Regions from separate parts of the Xenopus laevis genome. Here region 1 is linked to region 2. Evidence: chromatin contacts called from public Hi-C data. All regions are on one chromosome and are shown on one strand. The core of a region is the stretch at or near the end of the contact, and the rest is flanking DNA. Distances in the headings are between cores, read along the strand shown.

The links. A called contact is a pair of places that touch in the nucleus more often than the background predicts.
Region 1: a contact with region 2 is called in a Hi-C map of the XL177 cell line, with 4 times the contacts expected there. The contact joins the promoter of LOC108700251 here to the enhancer-like site in region 2. A contact is called at or near these places in 2 of 4 Hi-C or Micro-C datasets (the XL177 cell line and the XTC cell line).

The regions. Positions count from the first base shown.
Region 1 is chr8S:83,574,592-83,577,920 of Xenopus_laevis_v10.1, forward strand. It overlaps LOC108700251, which reads left to right and starts at 1,358. Exons shown (of 4, transcript XM_018233281.2): 1 at 1,358-1,793.
Region 2 is chr8S:83,499,411-83,502,657 of Xenopus_laevis_v10.1, forward strand. No RefSeq gene overlaps it. Among protein-coding and RNA genes, the nearest start is that of ccdc9.S, 15 kb to the left of the region's middle. Within about 2 kb of position 1,536, at least 1 of the 7 cell types and tissues checked has an H3K27ac peak or open chromatin away from gene starts, as enhancers often do.

The sequences.
Region 1 (3,329 bases), core at 108-2,607, 75 kb after region 2:
TAACTGAATGTGTCTCAGTGGGACATGGGTTTTTACTATTGAGTGCTGTTCTTAGAGCTACCAGGCAGCTGTTATTTTGTGTTATGGAGCTGTTATCTGGTTACCTCCCCATTGTTCTTTTGTTTGGCTGCTGGGGGGGAAAAGGGAGGGGGTGATATCACTTCAACTTGCAGTACAGCAGTAAAGAGTGATTGAAGTTTATCAGAGCACAAGTCACATGACTTGGGGCAGCTGGGAAATTGACAATATGTCTAGCCCCATGTCAGATTTCAAAATTGAATATAAAAAAAAATCTCTTTGCTCTTTTGAGAAATGGATTTCAGTGCAGAATTCTGCTGGAGCAGCACTATTAACTGGTTCATTTTGAAAAAAAATTTGTTTCCCATGACAGTATCCCTTTAATTTTGAAATCTCACATGGTGCTAGACATATTGTCAGTTTCCCAGCTTCCCCAGTCATGTGACTTGTGCCTGCACTTTAGGATGGAACTACTTTCTGGCAGGCTGTTGTTTCTCCTACTCAATGTAACTGAATCAGTCTCAGTGGGACCTGGATTTTACTATTGAGCGTTGTTTTTAAATCTACCAGGCAGCTGTTATCTTGTGTTAGGGAGCTGTTATCTGGTTACCTTCCCATTGTTCTTTTGTTAGGCTGCTTGGGGGGGAGGGGTGATATCACTCCAACTTGCAGTACAGCAGTAAAGAGTGACTGAAGTCTATCAGAGCACAAGTCACATGACCGGGGGCAGCTGGGAAATTGACAAAATGTCTAGCCCCATGTCAGATTTCAAAATTAAATATAAAAAAATCTGTTTGCTCTTTTGAGAAATGGATTTCAGTGCAGAATTCTGCTGGAGCAGCACTATTAACTGATTCATTTTGGAAAAAAACATGTTTTCCCATGACAATATGCCTAATATTTAGAAAAAAAAAATTTTGTGTCAGTATCGCTTTAACGTGTCTGTCAGCTGCTTTGGCTCTTATTTAACTTGCTCTGCATTCCTTCCTCAACAAAATTAGATTTTCGGTTTCTTTTTCAGAACTGTTGCGCTTGATTTAAGCAGGGCTTGAGTGACAGCTGTAGGCTTGAAGATGGATGAATTGGTCGCAGTTGCATTGTTTCTGTGTGTTTACATGTGAGTGTGTTTACATGGGAGTGTGTTTACATGGGAGTGTACACAGGGCGGCATTGCCTTTTTCTCACTGAATGAAGGAGCAGACAAAGCCTTTATTTACCCAGTGACCAGACCTCTAAACACGCCCACACCGCTAGAGAGCCAATCAGGAGCGAGGATACGAAGACGCTCTATCCCAGTCTAGTTTCAGGGTCTGTTTATAGCACTCCCAGCAGAAAAGCCATTGCCCGCTAGTAACACAAAACCACTTTTCCGCCTGGTTGCCTGACACCTAACGCTGGGACTGCCATGCGCACTGCTGTCCCGCCACTTCATAGGAGGCTGCAGCCCCTCTCAGCTGATGAGGTACTTAATCTGAGCATGTCCCAACATGTCAAGTTGAGAAAAGGGGCGTGGTATTGGAGTGGATGACATAACGCAAGCGAGGGCGCCATTGGGTGGGGGCGTGGTTAGGCATTGGGCGGGGTTTGGTCCAAGTTGGCTGGTTGCGGCGCTGCTCTCCAGTTGGCTGAGCGCACGCTTGTATACACACACACTTACTCACACGGGTTATTCCTTCGCTGTCTGTTTTCTCAGGACTTGTACATGTGGATTAGGGGGTTCGGCGCAATTAATGTGATATCTTTGCCGAGTGCCGGCGGCCGGTGCTGTGAGCGAGGTAAGTTGCTCTTTGCTCGGGATTGGGGGGGGGGGAGTTGGGCTTTATAAAGAGAAGCTGCTTTTGCGCTACTTCCCCGGAAGCTGCCGCGGGATATGATGAGAGTTGTAGTCGCTCCGGAGCAGCTGCTAATATGTCAGTGTTGCGCAGGGCTGGGAGCGATTGTTTAGTGACAAGTGAGTTGCACATGGGGGGAGGGGAGCTGGTGTCGGTCACATGAGGACATGGGAACTTGCACTCGAGGGTTTGGGGCTTGACTGGTCAGTTATTTGCCCCTATGGACTTCATGTAGCGCTAGTTCTATGGGCTTGTCTCATACGGACTTCCCCGCGTACCCACAGCTCTTTGTAGGAGGTGCGAGACACTGTCCAGATCATACGGGGACCATAAAGGCACCATAAAGGCATGCCTCATACTGGGGCTCATACTGGGATCATAAAGGGGATCATACTGGGATAATACAGGGAGCATACGGGGGCTCATACTGGGATCATACTGAGATCATATAGGGGAGCATACTGGGATGATACTGGGGCTCATACTGGGATCATACAGGGGATCATACTGATATCATATAGGGGATCATACAAGGAGCATACTGGGATGATACTGGGGCTCATACTAGGATCATACTGCGGCTCATACAAGGAGCATACTGGGATGATACTGGGGCTCATACTGGGATCATACTGAGATCATACAGGGACTCATTCTGGGATCGTACAGGGGATCATACAGCGATTTCCATGGCCAATTAGTTACAATAGAATGGCAGAGTGGCCGCATGCTTGCAGTGTTTACTCTTTGTATAGAGACATACAGCGCTGCTCATACTCTGCTTAACCAACTGGACATAGAGCTTGCAAATCATTCCAGCTTTTAAATAGTGAGCCCAGCAAAAGTGTAGGGGTTAAGAAAGTTGTGGGGTGCATGACCCAGACACTGCAGAGGCTCCCCAGCTGGTATGAGAGCTGCAGGGAAAGACTGGACCAGAACTTGCTATACTTTGCCCATACATAGATTTGGTCCATACAGAAATGTCGTGTTTAGATGGAGAGAACTGGGTGGGGTTAACCTAAGAGCCAATTCATACTGCATGGATTTAGGATCATGAGTCGACAGGAGCCAGTCTGATTGGCTGTTGAACTGTATGGGTATTCAGAAAGAAGCCGCATTGGATACATCCAACAGCCGGTAAACATTTGGCTTTATAATGAGGGTAATTTACTGGGCAGGTAACACGGACTTGGCAACAGAGTATAGCACTAGTATGTAACATGTAAATATAGAGGCAGACTTTGAAGGATCCATACACAAATGTTTTGGCATTGAAGATGTTAAAGAGAGAGTAAGTGTGTTGTTCAATGGCAGCATTTACAATGCCAATAGCCTTTTGTTATACAATTAGCCACAGCGAGAGACTGGCGGCATATGCATGGACTGTATAGAATCCTAGTGCCAGGCTGCTGCTGCTGCAATATATAACACACTGAGGCTAAAAAGGTTGGTAAAATGAGATTTGCATTGTAGCTTGTA
Region 2 (3,247 bases), core at 286-2,785:
AATCGGATTATATGCAAATTAGGGGCGGGGAGGGAAATCTTGTGACTTTTTGTCAAAAAACAAGGAAGTAAACAATGTTTATTTGCTTATGCAAATTCGGTTCGGTATTCGGCCGAATCTTTCACAAAGGATTCAGGGGTTTGGACGAATCCAAAATTAGGGATGCACCGAATCCAGGATTCGGTTTGGGATTCGGCCTTTTTCAGAAGGATTCGGCCGACTCCTTCTGCCAGGCCTAACCAAATCCTAATTTACATATGCAAATTAGGGGCAGGAGGGAAATCGTGTGACTTTTTGTCACAAAACAAGGAAGTAAAAAATGTTTTCCGCTTCCCGCCCCTAATTTGCATATGCAAATTAGGATTTGGATTCGGTTCGGTATTCAGCCGAATCTTTCATAAAGGATTCGGGGGTTCGGCCGAATCCAAAAAAGTGGATTCGGTGCATCCCTGTCCAAAATAGTGGATTGGGTGCATCCCTAAAAAAAATACACTTTCTGGTTGAGGAATGAAATTTTATGTTGTAGAGTGAATTATTTGCAGTGCAAACAGTGTAATTTAGAAATAAAAACTACACCATAAAAATCATGACAGAATCCCTTTCACTGCTTTGGACTCTACAGCAATGACTGCTGTGCTAGAAACATTAGACTTGGAGACAGTGCAAAGACCTGATAGGCTGGAGATGCTCTATACATCAGTGCTCCAAACTATTGCTTCTTTTGTGTGGGTTAAATTGTCAGTCCCAGGGTCTAACAGCAAGGATGTGTTCCACGGGGTTAAATTGTCAGTCTCATAAGATAAAAACTGATATGTTGCTGAATGAGTTAAAAGGCATTCATTATAACATAGCAGCAATGGGTCTAATGGGTTAAATAGAAAACTGTATACATGAAATATGTATGAATATTTTTATTTATAAAGCGCTTCTTGTGTAAGCAGTATTGTACAATGCATTAATAGAGCAAACAGACCACACAATTATAGAAAATAAAGACAAACCCTAATAACATATAAATATAATCTGCAATCACAATGATAAATTAGAATTGTTTCTGATATCACGGTAAAGCAAGGGTTATATACATCATGCCTAAGGGAACCTATCATCACAAAACAACACGTGGCACAGTAACTGAGTACAGAAACTGCATAAAATCACTGACAATTTGGGGACGCTCAAAAATCAAAATCATTAGAAGGACAAGTCAGCATTATAATTAGTCTTTTTACTGAGACATATGACAGTTGCAATCTGACACATTGCTAGAAATGTAGCAGAATATTTAAAGATATATTACATAAAAAAATAAATAGTGAGAGACCTAGACTGTAACACTCTGAGCTAGAGCCCTAATACCTAACTGCTGGCAGGGCTAAGCATTTTGCACAATCCTCTAGGAAGGTGAATGGATATTGTGGTCTGTGGCAATGCTGAGTAGCAATAATGGGATCATCCTAATTAGCTCTGATTCCTGAGCAGGCTAATCTGCTGTGGAGACACGGACTCTGGTTGCGAGGCAGGGAGAGGAATTGATTGGCTAGTGGGTTGAGTACCCAAGCCAATCGATGACAGGTTAGCATTTGCATGTACACACCTGGAGGTCTGTTAGCAGGCCAATTACAAGAGTTCTACAGAGAAAGAAGAGATTTGATTGGATGCAGAATTCTTGTAGTGATAGAGATAACTCTTCAGTGGGAGAAATGGCAACAAACACACATGCATCTATCTCAGTGTGTGTGTGTGTGTGTGTGTAGACATAGACAACAAACTCAAATACAATGAATAATTTTTATTAACAAATAGCTAATATTTGTCCCTATGATAATTAAAAACATCAACTATTTTCTCTTACGGCATTAGCCCATGTGCCACTATCTCAGCTGCATTTCTCCTGCATGGAACTGAAATTATTTAACCCACTAAATACTTTTTAATATTTTTCATTCACTTTGTTTCTCTCTATGTTATTGATCTTCTAACCCTTTCAACACATCACTGTCATAAAGTTACCGTGCCCTCATGACTGATTCATTAACCCATTCCACGTGTCACTGTCCTCTAATAAGTTTAGTTCTACATAAAATCAAATATGAAACCCTTTAAAGATGTTGCTTTGTCCCTACACTTTATTCGGCATTTAACCCACTATAAATGCTGCATGGAAACAAACACTTAGCACATAAAACATGTCACTGCCATGAGGTCACCTTTCTTCTGTGATCCTATCATTTTATAATGTGTCACTGCTATTAAGTTACTTTGCTCCTATATGAGATGGAACACTAAGGGCCCTTACTCACGGGCGTTTGAAGCTGCGCTCCCCAGTTCCGGTTTTATGCGTTCAGCTGCAGGGGAGCACAGGAGTGGACGAGCTGAATTCTTTTCAATGTGGCTATACTCACACAGACGCATGTAAGCACCAAACGCAGGTTGGGACGCAGCATGTTGCATTTTACCTGTGATCGGCTGAACGCATGAAACCAGAACGCAGGCGATCGCAGCTTCAAACGCCCGTGAGTAAGGGCCCTTAATTTCTGTCACACTCTGTCATTCTGTCATGATTTCTATGATGTAGTTTTTATTTCTAAATTACACTGTTTACACTGCAAATAATTCACTCTACAATATAAAATTACATTCCTGAACCAGCAAGTGTATTATTTTAGTTGTAATATTGGTGTGTAGGCAGTCATCTCAGGTCATTTTGCCTGGTCATGTGATTTCAGAGAGAGCCAGCACTTTAGGATGGAACTGCTTTCAGGCAGGCTGTTGTTTCTCCTACTCAATGTAACTGAATGTGTCGCAGTGGGACCTGGAGGCAGCTGTTACCTTGTGTTAGGGAGCTGCTATCTGGTTACCTTCCCATTGTTCAGTTGTTCAGGCTGCTGGGGGGGGGGAAGGGAGGGGGTGATATCACACAGTACAGTAGTAAAGAATGACTGAAGTTTATCAGAGCACAAGTCACGTGACTGGGGGCAGCTGACAAAAGTCTAGCCCCATGTCATATTTCAAAATTAAATATAAAAAAAATCTGTTGCTCTTTTGAGAAATGGATTTCAGTGCAGAATTCTGCTGGAGCAGCATTGATAACTGAATTGTTTTGAAAAAAAACATTTTTTTCCCATGACAGTATCCCTTTAAGGTTACAATGTTCCGACATAGAACAGACCGATTTACCTTTTAAACATTTTGTTAAATAGAAGAGACCGTTGAACTGTGTTGAGTTCACATTGTGATGCTCATA